Linked DNA regions of Canis lupus: region 2 is linked to region 1. Evidence: chromatin contacts called from public Hi-C data. All regions are on one chromosome and are shown on one strand. The core of a region is the stretch at or near the end of the contact, and the rest is flanking DNA. Distances in the headings are between cores, read along the strand shown. Region 1 holds the start of NFX1 (transcriptional repressor NF-X1). Region 2 holds the start of NOL6 (nucleolar protein 6).

Region 1 (6,631 bases), core at 2,055-4,554:
GAGAGAGCGAGAAAGAGCATGAGGAGGGGGCAGGGGAAAGGAGGGGAAGGGAAAAGCAGGCTCCCTATTGAGCTGAGAGTCCAATGTGGGGCTCAATCCCAGGATCCTGGGATCATGACCTGAGCTGAAGGCACATGCTTAACCAACTCAGCCACCCAGGCACCCCTGCTAGACTTCATTTTTATTTTTTTTAAATTTTTTTAAAGATTTTATTTATTTATTCATAGAGTCAGAGAGAGAGAGAGAGAGAGAGAGGCAGAGACACAGGCAGAGGGAGAAGCAGGCATCATAGAGAGAGCCTGATGTGGGACTCGATCCAGGGTCTCCAGGATCACGCCCTGGGCTGCAGGCGGTGCTAAACCGCTGTGCCACCGGGGCTGCCCTAGACTTCATTTTTAATGCAAGTATTTGTAGCTGTACATTTCCATCTGAGCTTGTCATAAGTTTTGGTATGTTATATGAAATACTGTTTGTATAGGAAAGGCAGGATACTTTCATTTTTATAAGCTTTGAAAATAGCAGATTCCCTAGTATTCCAATTATGAATTATTGCCATTCAATTCCAAATTTATCCTTTTTTCCTGCTCTGTGAAATGATTTGGACCCTTTCAAATATTTATCCTTTATCAGCTAGCAGAAATTTGTCAGTAGAGGGCACCAGAGAGATACTGCAGGAGGAAAAGGTTTTGTTTCCTATTTTTAGTGTTTCAGTTAGGCAGGCTTTTGTGTTGTGGGCAGCTTCTCCAGTGTTTGGCTTCTGCAATGTACAGGGCTTCTTCAGCACCTGGCCTTTTCAGCTTGTAGTGGCTAACAGCCAGAAACTTCTTTTGGCATCTCCTCACATGGTTTATAGTAGAGTGCCTCTTCTGAGACTCCTCCCCATGAATGACTTTCCCCAGCACCCTCCAAGGTAGGTTTCTGGCAGCTTCTGCTGTTGCAGCACCACAGCCACTTCCTTGCCATCTAGTGAGCCACAGGCATAACCTCTCTTTTTTTTTTTTTTTTTTTTTTTTTATTTATGATAGTCACACACAGAGAGAGAGGCAGAGGCAGAGGGAGAGGGAGATGCAGGCTCCATGCACCGGGAGCCCGACGTGGGATTCAATCCCGGGTCTCCAGAATCACGCCCTGGGCCAAAGGCAGGCGCTAAACCGCTGCGCCACCCAGGGATCCCCAGGCATAACCTCTCTGACAAAGTTTACACTTCAGCTCTGGGTGATTTTCGTTAATCTCAATCCTAGAGGTAGTGGCTTTTCCTTATATCATTAATCCTCTGTTATTTTAGAGTTCTTTTTACTTCTTTACTAGTCAATCCCTTATTACTCCAATTCTCTGTTATAGTTAATAAGTCTTTATAAACAAAACCTTCTCTGTTCAAATGACTGTGTGGTTCCTCTCTCTTGATTGGACTCAGAGTGATAACACCTGGTAATTTCTAAAAGTGACAGTATGGTTGGTTGGTTGATTTGATGAACTGCTCTGTCAAAATTGAAGATTTATGTTCAGTAAAGGACAAAATTAATAGAAAATGGAAGAAAATAAGACAACTGAAATGTATAAAACTGACATGGAATTGATATCTATAATATACAAGAAACCATCAGCAAGAAAAAGAGAGCAACCCCAATAGAAAAAAATAGGCAGTGGGTGTGAATAAGCAGTTAAAAAAGAAGAAACTCCAAAAGTCATTTAAAAATGTTCAGACTTGGGCAGCCCAGGTGGCACAACGGTTTAGCGCCGCCTGCAGCCCAGGGCGTGATCCTGGAGACCCCGGATCAAATCCCACGTCAGGCTCTCTGTATGGTGCCTGCTTCTCCCTCTGCCTGTGTCTCTGCCTCTCTCTCTCTCTTGGTCTCTATGAATAAATAAATAAATAAAATAAAATAAAATAAATAAAATCTTTAAAAAAAAAAAAAAAGCCCTCTCCCTTTTAAAAAAAAAAAAATGTTCAGACTTGGCTGAACCTGGCTGGCTCAGTTGGTACAGCATGTGACTCTTGATCTTGGGGTTATGAGTTCAAGCCCTATGTTGGGTGTAGAGATTACTTTAAAAGAAGTAATAAAATCATTTTAAAAATATTCAGACTCAGTAATCAGAGGAATAAAAATTAAAACAATGAGATATCACACCTGTTGGTATGGAAAAGTCTGGAAGGTGGACACTGGTTGTATCTCAAATATAGCTCATATCTGTTCTCTCCATGCTATTTGCTGTCACTCTAGTCCAAAGCCACCATCATCTTCTGCATTAGCCTAATACAAAACTGTCACTGCTCTGCCCACTTCTATTCTTGCTCCCCAACAATTCACTCTTCCTTTGGATAGAGAAGAAATCTTTTAAGTATATAGATCAGATACCATCTCTTTGCTTAGAACCCTTCAATGACTTCCTACTGCTCTTGGAATAAAATCCATTATCATGGCCTGCGGTGATCTGTGTGATTTCCTTACCTACCTCTTCAGTTCCATACCGTGCCACTCTCCTCCCTATTTTCCAGCAGATATCTCAACACCTTGAATACTTCAAGGTCTTTCCTTCCTCATGACCTTTGCATTTTACTATTCCTTCTTTCTGAATCTTCCTATAGCTAGTTCCTTCTCCTCTTTCCTTCCACTCAAGGAAGCCTGGCCACCTTTTCTCATCAGGTCCTATTATCACTCTTACCCTGCTTATTTCTTTCATAATGCTAACATAATTTGAAATTATTTTACAAATCATTAATTTGTAAATATAAATTAGTTTTTAATCTCCTATACTAAACAATGCACTTCATTAGGGCAGGGACCACGTTTGTCTTTTTCACCATTTACCTCCAGCGCTTAAAGCGATGCCTAAGAGTATGCATTAAAACACAACTATGAATAAATGAATCTATTTCGTGTTTTGGGGGAAGTCTGTGAATTACGTTACAAGTACATATGCTTCATGCTTAAATGTTGCATTCTACTTAGTAATGAATGCAATAACAAAGCAAACTCCACACATTCACTTAAAATTTTGCTACTTTAGGAATGCCTGGGTGGCCTAGGGTGAAGCATCTGCCTTTGGCTCAGGGCTGATCCTGGGGCCTGGGGATGGAGCCCACATCCTGCTCCCTGCATGGAGCCTACTCCTCCCTCTATGTCTCTGCCTCTGTCTCTGTCTCTCATGAATAAATAAATAAAATCTTAAAAAAAAAAATTATCAGTGCCTCCGAACTTTCCCTTCTCAACTTCAATATCCACCTGTATTTTATCGTCATATGTCCGTCCAAGTCTTTTACCATTTCTAATAACATGGTTTATCGGCTTTGTTTCTTTTTTTCGGCTTATCATTTTCTGATTTGTTAAAGTTCTCGGTATATTAGCCCTTTACCGTTTGTTTTTGCGCGTATTTTCCCTTCGATTCCCTTTTGACGACTTAGCAGTTCTGCTTGTTTAACCAACACTAAAGCCGAAGTATTCTAGGTAGAAGGTGACGCTTGAGCGGACCGCGGGAGGCCAGGTGGAGTTGGTTGGGTGCCAGAACAAAGGGCACAGTAGCAAGAGAACACCACGAATCTCAAAAAGAAAAGCAATGACTACGCAAATTCCTAGCCGCACACTAACGTGACCCTCCCCACCTACGGTCAGCCTCTACTCCCCTCCTCCACGCCGGCGCCTGGCGCTTGTGTCTGACGTCACGGACGCACCGCACAGTTCCCTCCGGCCGCGCAACCTCCGTGGCCGTCCACCCGGCGCGCGGAGGCGAATATTCTCGCGGCGCCGGAAGTCAGAGGCACGTGACCGGGTGACATCCCGCTCTAGGTTGCAGGGCTCGCTTTAGGTGTTGCGGCACGGGATGGCGGAGGCGCCTCCTGTCTCAGGTACTGTCCCGGCCCGCGCGGGACTGGGCCCCTCTCGGGGAGCGGAAATTGGGTCAGTGGCGAGTCCTAGGACTCCGACCATTCATATCGCGAGAGTGGCGCGTACCAGGGTTCGGGATAGTGGCTCGGAAGGGCCAAGCCACGCGCGTCGTGGGTACCGAGACCTCGACCGTCCTCCACTGGGTTGTGAAGCCCCGCAGCTGGGTTTCCGGGAAGCGCGGGTTTGTCCAGTGAATCGGTGTGCGCGCCCCACTTTCTGCCGTGCGCCCCGCCTTCAGCCCAACCCCGCTGGGGCAGAGGCCTCAGTGCTCTGCAGCAGGCGGGCGTCGGCCGAGTCACCTCCCGTGACGGTGGCGGGCTCTCGAGGCGTGGCGGGTTGGCGCGTCCTGGGGCAGCGGAGCGAGCGCGAGCCGAACACAAGGGGCTCCCATTTCCAGACTGCCACGAGCTCACAGTGTGATTGAATCTCCGTTTCCTCATCTATCAGTTGGGAGTAAATAATTTCTGTGAAGGCTCCCGCCCTGTACCGTACTTGTTCCATAATTGTTAGCTCACTTTTTTTGGAGTTGCTTCCGTGTGTAGAACAGCCTCATTTGGCTGTTGATGTGTATTTCCTTTTCCTTCAAGATGTACCTTAGATCTTTGTTTTCCAAACTTTTTGGCAGAGACCGAAAAGAAACATTTTACATCGTGGTTCAGTGCACACGTGTGACTCTAAAAGCGAACCAAAAGTTTTAGGAATTAATGCTTTTCCTTACTGTTTGAAATACGCTCTGTTTTCTGTTTTCTTTGAAAAAAATACCTGTCACAACCCACTGCGTTGATTTTATTTCAAGACCCACTCTTTCTAGGGGGGAAAAAAAACAGGACAGCAGTTTGCCACATGTGGTTTGTAAACTGCCATTGATTTGAGTCTTAGTTCTGCCACTTATCAGTGTTTTGCAACCAAGAAGAGTATATGTTAAGTTTGTGTACTGGGTGGCAGGTAAAATGTACTTGTTACTGTGGGTATGGGTCAAAAAATTATATTTTCAAAACCCTAATCCTGATTTATTAAATTTTGGGGGATGGGAGCCTTTTTAGGTTGGTCTGGTGTTTTGTTACTCTGCCACCTGTTTTTTTCCCAGATCCTCTAAACTGGATCCATTGATCTTTCCATCCTCAGGCTCACTTCTGACTCATTTCTCCACCCTTCAGTGTTTGAGGCAGGATTGGGTGAGGCCAGCTGTGAATTACAGTTTTGACCTCCCTGGTGTGCCCCTGCCAGAGGTTCCAACCTCCTCTCCATCTACTATGGCAAAGTTCCCTAGTCCAAAGACCTCTCCAAGTCCCTCTTGTGTTCTTTAGTTTGCTTTTGCCTTAGTTCCTATTTCATGCTCTTATTTCAGCATCCTCTCTAGACCACACCTTCATCTCAGGGTTTAATTCTCTTGCCCACTTCTGTTCTCAAATACCAGACAGGTTCAGGGATATCTTTCTGCCAGCTTTGTTTCTGGACTTCATAATCTCTTAGATTTCCTCTTATCCTTCTCGACTCACCTGTTAGACACTTACTGTGTTGCTGTGTTATCTTGGATCTAGGGTACTACTTGTATCCTATTTACTGAGTAATTTCCAGCTACTTAGATACTGAGGAGAAAGATCTTTATGTCTCAGGTGGAGAGTTCTGACTCATGTGTCTTTTTTCCCTTCTATTTCTCAAGGGTCTTTCTGAGGGCATTACCTACTATCTCATGTCTAATGGATCACAAACTGTATACAAATAGGTGCTGCCCTGTCTAGACTCTCTACTTGCACCAATTCCTTACTGCTTGGCTTAACATGGAACACCTTCTTCCCATCTTTTACCAGGCTATTCTGGACTTTACTGACTTTTCTTCTGCCCCTTTCCAACTTTGTTTTTTCAAGATGGAGAGGACTATACAATACACATTAGGTCTAATCTACCCCTTCCCACCTTTATGTTATCTCTTATGTTTCTGGAACATCTCCTTCGTGACCTTCTAAATCTGTCTAATCCCCCTCCACCCCGTCCCCAGAATTGCCTGTGTGAAAGCTTTCAGGACAAATCCTGGATTGAATGAAGTTTACCCTATGACCTTTATGATCTCGTTCAGTTCTTGAGTATATGTTTCTATGGTACCCACTGCCCAGCCTTTGACAGTACAGTGTAAGAGTATGATCTCTAGGGCCATATAGCCTGGGTGGAATCCTGAGTCTGCCTCAGAACATCTCTGTGGCCTTTGGCAAGTAATTTTCTCAGTGTCATAGCTCTGTCATCAGGAATGTAAGGATTAAATGAGTTAACAGATGCAGAGTGCTTAGAATAGTGCCTGGCACATGTTAATTACCAAAAAAAAAAAAAAAAAAAATTATTAAACCTGAAACCCAAAGGCTCTGCACTGCACCCATCTGTGGTCAAGTCTGTGTGTTTTAGATAGTCTAGTCCAAACAGCAGTAATAAAGCACATTTTTAACCACTTTATGTATGTTACTAACTTGCTTTATTCTTGATAGCAACTCTTTGATGTAAGGATTGTTACTGTCTCCATTCCTTATAAGAAAAATTGGGATTAAGTCATTTGCATAAAGATAAAAGTGATGGACAAGGACATAAACCCATGTCTTCCAGGTCCTGTTGATTCTTAGTATAATTGACCTTAAACTTTGCGGGGGGTAAGGATGCCAACACCCCTCCCACCCACCCCCACCACCCCCACCCCCACCACCACCACCCCCCTGCACAGTGGAAAATCCACATATAACTTACGATTCCCCAGAAATTTA
Region 2 (6,631 bases), core at 2,861-5,360, 160 kb after region 1:
GTGGGGCCAGGAGGAAGCCAAGGTGAATCACAGTTTAGAAACCTCAGGGATTTTTGCTGGCTGGAGTGTCTGAACCAGGACTAACAACAATATACTTAGTTCTCAGATGAGAAGGCAAAGTTCCAAAGGGTAGCAACTGACCCAAGGGCACATTTAAGCTGCCCTCAAGAAGATAGCAGGGGTCTGCTCTCTTTTGATTTCCAGTTCAGATTTCAATCCCCTGGCCAGTGGCAGGTGGGAAAGAAAGAGGGACCCAGGAATTTGTAGGTGGTAAAGGAGCAGGCCTCTCCATCCCCCAAATACTGTACCTTACCCTGGGCATGGTCACTGCCATGTCCACATTGATGTCCGGCCGGACGCAGGTGCCCAGAAGGTAGCTGCCCACAACAGTGACCTGAGACGGAGGCAGGAAGCAAAAACAGCCCTTCACAGTATAGGGCACTTGGTGGAGGGGCACTCGAACCCCAGCTGGGAGCCAAGTCTGGTCAGTCAGCTGTGGGGAAAGGCAGTGATACATATTAATTTCATTGCCTTCCGGACACGTCCCCTTGATGTCTAGTAGACATATCACATTAAATGCATCAACACATTTGAAAATAAACCCCTCGTCCTTCTATAAACATGTCCTCCCCATTAAGGAAACTTCATACTAGTTGTTCAAGCACAAAACATGTAAATCACTGGACTCATCTCTGTTGAGAATACCCATTTCACTGTCAAGAGCATCCAGGCACTGACTGCTTCTGTACTTCTCTATCCTAGTATGAGATGCCACCACTTTCCAGGGGATTACCACATAATAGGTTTCTAACTAGTCTCCCTGATTTTACCTGTATTCTCCTCCATTCTACTTTCAACACAACATCTAAGTGAACTTTTTAAAAATGAGGTGAGATCACATCACTGCGCTACCAAAAAATGTACACAGTCAGCGGTTTCTCATTTCACCCAGAGCAAAGGCAAAGTCCCTGTTTCAGTGTACAAGGCCCTATGTGAAATGTCTCCTTCCTCCACTGCCTTTCTGAACTTGTCTCTTATTTTCCCTTCATTCAGTCCAAGCAACATACCAGGCTTACTCCTGCCTTTGAGCTTTTGTGGTGTTTATTTCCCCTTCCTGCCATGCTCTTCCTCCTTTAGATATCTATATGGCTGACTCATTTCCTTCAGATCGTCACACTAATGTCACTTCAATAAGGCCTATCTCAACCACCTTATTTAAATTTGCAAACCAGGGATGCCTGAGTGGCTCAGCAGTTAAGCGTCTGCCTTTGGTTCGGGGCATGATCCTGGAGTCCCGGGATCAAGTCCCACATAGGGCTCCCTGCATGGAGCCTGCTTCTCCTTCTGCCTATGTCTCTGCCTCTCTCTCTCTCTCTCTCATGAATAAATAAATAAAATATTTAAAATAAATAAATAAATAAATAAATTTGCAAACCACTCCCATCTTCTGATATCCCCACAATCCCCTCACCTCGCCCTACTTTCTCCTTTTCCTGTACTGCTTACTGTTTTCTAACATTGCTACACAGTTTACCTGTCATGTTTATCATCTACTATCCATAAGCCCAACACTAGAAAGTAGACAGCTTGTGTTCACTGATGTGTCCTAAAAATGTAACTGCTGCAAAGAACATAAGCGTTTGCTGAACAAATGCACAAGTGGTTGACTGTACTTCCAGTGGCAATGAAAATGAGCTCCCTAGCACCCCTCTGGCAAAGAGAAAAGCTGTTTCAGATGCCCACATGGAGGACCTCTCCTGGGCTTTCCAGTTCTTCTCACTGCCTGCTTTACCTCTCTCTTAGGAGTTGAGGGCACCCTGAGGACTCTCTGGTTGACCTCCCGTAGGAAAGCATCAATCCGCTCCTTTTTCTTCTCTGGCAGCCTCACTTCCTTTAGTAGCTCCTCTACCTGTAAGAAGAGACAGCAGAGAGTCCTTCAGCCTCAGGGTTCCAGGCCCACCCCTCTAATAAAAGCCCCAGCCACCCAATAGTACCTGTAAACGAAGCAAGCTGGAGTGGAATAGACTCTCAGTCTCCCGAAGACGATTCAGCTCCTCATTGGTAGGCTCCTTATACAGTTCTGCCTGGCTAAGCTTCACTGGCTGCAGGAGGCCCTCCACTGGAGACCCAGACAGGGTATGCTTCTTTGAGGACTCCTTCTTTCCCTCCTTGCCTGTGCCTTCCAGAGCTAGTTCCATTACCTGTGGCCAGTGAGGAGAGAAGCCACTGTGAGGTCACAGACATCAAACATCCACTGCCAGAAGTGCCACCATAATGGGATGTGGGCAAAAACTTCACAAGCTCCTGTTCATTCTTTTGAATGGGAGCCAGACTGTGAAACTTAGGATTATCATTACTTAGAAGAACGTTACTAAGCTCTAGGCTGAAATTCCTTGAATTGAGGGCTCCCTGTCTATGTGACAGCACAAGCATGGAGCCCTGCCTGAAGTTGACAGGGTTAGTAGTTGACTGAGTCCTGACCTAAACAATGCCTGAGCTTCTTGTATTTCCAGGTACCATGCATCAGGGAGCTTCCTCTTCTGCTGGGTTATCTGCAAATGGGAATCTGCAAATGCCATCTCCACTCTTGCTCTATCCAAATCCTGCCAGGCTCTACCCCTGCCAGCAAGCCCTGACTATAGACTACATCAGTATAATGTTAAGTGGCCAAATGTTGGAAAGAGCTGGAATCTACTGCCTCTGTAAAATATACTCAGTATGTCATCCAATCCTCAGTAATCCTGGCAGAAAATGCACACTTGAAAGAAGTCCCCTGAGCTGGATTCCACAGTTAGCATGCATTTTTTTTTTTAAAGATTTTATTTACTGGTTGCCTGGGTGACTCAGTGGTTGAGCCTCTGCCTTCCGCCCAGTGGTGATCCTGGAGTCCCAGGATCGAGTCCCACATCGGCCTCCCTGTATGGAACCTGCTTCTCCCTCTGCCTATGTCTCTGCCTCTCTCATGAATAAATAAATAAAATATTCACGAATAAATAAATTAAATATTCATGAGAGACAGAGAGAGAGAGAGGCAGAGACAAAGGCAGAGGGAAAAGCAGGCTCCCCCCAGGGAGCCGGATGCGGGACTCAATCCCAGGATCCCGGGATCACAACCTAGGCCAAAGGCAGAAACGCAATCACTGAGCCACTTAGGTGTCCAGGATGCCTATTCTGTAAGCAGGCTTCACACCCTGGTCTGCAGGGTCTCAAACCTTCTCCCCTACAGCCCTGGGCCCCGCCCCCACTCCACGTTCCTACACGGGGAGAATCTCACTGAAGGATCCCAGAAGCACCACCATGTGCCCTCTGTTAGAGCAGCGAGCACAGAACTGGGCTCAAGAGATTAGAAGGTCTCGCAGAATGACGAGGAGAAGGACCTGGTTAGGAAAATGATCCACGCCGCGGGGGTCTCTTCAACTTCCAGGTGAGAGCTCTCGAAGGAAAAAGCTCAAGAAGCTTTATCGCTTCTATCCAAATAACGCAAGTTCCCATCTCCCTCCGACTGTCTCGGTGCCCAGACTGGAAATGTGGGGGAATAAGACTCCTCCAGGACGGACTGCCTCGGCGCCCCTGGCCGGCGAGCTGCCAGGCTCTGCCAGCTCGGGCAGGTAGAAAGCACTCCTTCCTGCCGGAGGGCTCACCCACCTCTGGCTCCCCAGCACCTCCGCGATCCTGCGCTCCCGCAGGCGCTGGCCCCATAACTCCGGGTCCAGGTCTTGCTCCAGTACTTCGGGTAGGAAGCCCACGTGCTCGGCACAACTTCTTCCCACGTGGGCAGAAGTGCCGAAGCCCTCCGCACAATCACCGAAGCCTGGCAGCGGAATCGCAGAGGACTTACGAGAAAGTTGCGGCAGCCCCGCGGCAAACCCCCCGCGCCGCGTGGGGACCAGCCTCGTGCCGCAGGACTCCGCCCCGCTCCGGAACCATTGGGTGAGCGCTCGAAGGGCCGCTCGCCATTGGTACCTGTCACTCTCCAGGCCCGCCCACCGAGGGGGAGGAGCCAAGCCGGCTTCTCCCATTTACGGTCTCTTTGCGACGCCAGACCGGAAGCCTGCCTGTAGCTTAGCGGTCGCTTTCTTTCCCTCACTTCCGCAGCTTGCGTCGAAAGAGGAAGGGCGGGGCTGGCTTGGGCGCTCGGGGCTGTTGGTTCTCGCCGCGGAATCCTGTCCGTCTCATCCACCACGTCTTACCGAATCACCAGCTTCGTCAGTTCTGCCTTCAAAATATATTTCGAATTCATTCATTCTCTTCTGTCTTTAGTACCAAATTTAGTTCAAGTCAAATCGCCTTGTGCCTAGATTATAAGAGCTTCTCCAGTTTATTTTTAAGTTTTCCAAATCTACCCAGTGTAATAATATAGTGAACATATATCCTTCAGGTACCCATCCTTAGTGTTTGTTTTGTCAAATTTGTCTTGTCTTTAGGTATTTATAAACTCTTCTGCAGAACCACTTGAGAATTCCTTCGCCCACATCCCTGAATACTTTGGCATATATGTACTAAGGAGAAGGACTAATTAGAGTCCACTTACAAAATTATAGTCCATTTATCAAATTTAACTTTGATTCAATACTATTCAAATTTTGCTGATTATCCCAATAATATCCTTTACATGGTAGCATTTTATTTCTTGATGCAAGAGCATGCATCAATTTAGTTGTCATGTTTCTTTTCTCTATCTTAATCTAAGAACATTTGGGGAACTCTCCCTTTTTTGGTCTTCTATAACAACATGTTTGAAGTATAGGACAATCTCATTCAATAGCTTTTTTGTACAATATACATACACACATATGTATACACACATATGTACATATGTGTGTATGTAATTGCAGAATGCATAACATGCATATATAAAATTACATGTATATGTATATAGAATTATAGGTATGCATATAATTATGCAAATGTGTGATTGTGTATACATATATATACATACACGAAAATTACATAAGGGTACAGCTTGAATATTCATAAACCAAATATACCCATGTAACCAGCTCCCAGAAAAGAAACAGAACATTTCTTGAAACTTTAGAATTTCTCTTCATTTTGCCATCTAATCATTATGCTCCAACAGTACCTACTATCCTGACTTGCATTTGCACAGATTAATCCATGCAATACCTTTTATTTTTTTTTTCATGCAATACCTTTTAAAGGAATTTTTCACAAGGGTGGTCTTGTCCTTTGATCCCTTTCCACATGGTTGCCAGAATTTAAAAAATAAAATAAGGCCAGCCCGGGTGGCTCAGTGGTTTGGTGCCACCTTTGGCCCAGGGCCTGATCCTGGAGACCTGGGATCCAGTCCCCCGTCAGGCTCCCTACATGGAGCCTGCTTCTCCCTCTGTGTCTCTGTCTATCTGTGTGTGTGTGTGTGTGATGAATAAATAAATAAAATCTTTAAAAATGATCCCAGGGTCTTGGAATTGAGCCCAGCATCAAGCTTCCTGCTCAGCAGGGAAGTCTGCTTCTCCTTCTCCCTCTGTGCATTCTCTCTCTCTTTCTCCTTCTCTCTCTCATTCCTCCTCAAGTAAGTAAATAAAATCATTTTTTTAAAAAAAGAGATATAAACTGGATCTAAGCTGTTTGCTCTGTCTAGAATGCTTTTTCATGACTTTTTCTCTTTTTCATCCTTCAGTTCTCAGGATAAGTATCACCTGTGTAGTTAGGCTTTCCCTGATCCTCTAAACTGAAATATATTTTCCCTTATCATTCCATTTATTTCCTTTTTTAAAAAATAAGCTTTGATTGTTTATCAATTGTCTTTTTTTCCTTGACTGTAAATCCATGAAAACAAGGACCAGGTCTACATAGCCAATGCCTAGCACACTGTACATACTCAATAAATGCTTACTGAATGAATAAAAGAATTAATGAAGCCAATGTCAACCTTCCAGCCTTGTCTCTTACCATTGTTTCTGTCAAACTTTATGCCCTCGCTATATTGAACTACTTAGATTTTCTCTACTATCTTGCTTTTATGTCCTGGGCCTTTGAACTTGCTGCCCTTTTTGCTCAGTGTTTTGATTTTTTCCCCAGCTTTATTGAGATATAATTATTGTATAACCTAAAGTTTAAGGTATACAATGTGATAATTTGTTACATGTATATGTTGCAAAATGATTACTACAATAAGGTTAGTTAACACATTTAATACATCCTTCACTTCACATAATTACCATATGTTGTTATTGTTATGGTAAGAACATTTAAGATCTATTCTCTTAGCACCTTTCTTTTTTTTTTTAAAGATTTTTATTTATTTATTCATGAGAGACATAGAGACACAGGCAGAGGGAGAAGCAGGCCCTATGCAGGGAGCCTGATGTGGGACTCGATCCCAGGGACTCCAGGATCATGCGCTGGGCCGAAGGCAGATGCTAAACTGCTGAGCCACCCAGGTGTCCTTCAATACAGTATTGTTAACTATAGTCACCGTGCTGTACATTAGATCCCCAGGAACTTATTTCTCTTATAACTGGAAGTCTGTATCCTTTAACCAATATCTCCTCATTTCCCATACTATCACCTGGCAACCACAATCTACTCTGTTTCTATAAGTTTGGCTTTTTTATTTTTTTTAAGATTTTATTTATTTATTCATGAGAGAGACACAGAGAGAGACAAC

The links. Hi-C and Micro-C count contacts between places; a contact is called where the count stands out from the background.
Region 2: a contact with region 1 is called in a Hi-C map of blood, with 4 times the contacts expected there. The contact joins the promoter of NOL6 here to the promoter of NFX1 in region 1. A contact is called at or near these places in 4 of 9 Hi-C or Micro-C datasets (amygdala, blood and skin fibroblasts).

What each region holds. Positions count from the first base shown.
Region 1 is chr11:50,620,757-50,627,387 of UU_Cfam_GSD_1.0, forward strand. NFX1 (transcriptional repressor NF-X1) reads left to right here and starts at 3,305. Exons shown (of 23, transcript XM_038552603.1): 1 at 3,305-3,844. The coding sequence starts at 3,820.
Region 2 is chr11:50,777,895-50,784,525 of UU_Cfam_GSD_1.0, forward strand. NOL6 (nucleolar protein 6) reads right to left here and starts at 4,111. Exons shown (of 27, transcript XM_038552612.1): 1 at 3,964-4,111; 2 at 3,646-3,811; 3 at 1,995-2,201; 4 at 1,793-1,909; 5 at 314-493. The coding sequence starts at 3,699.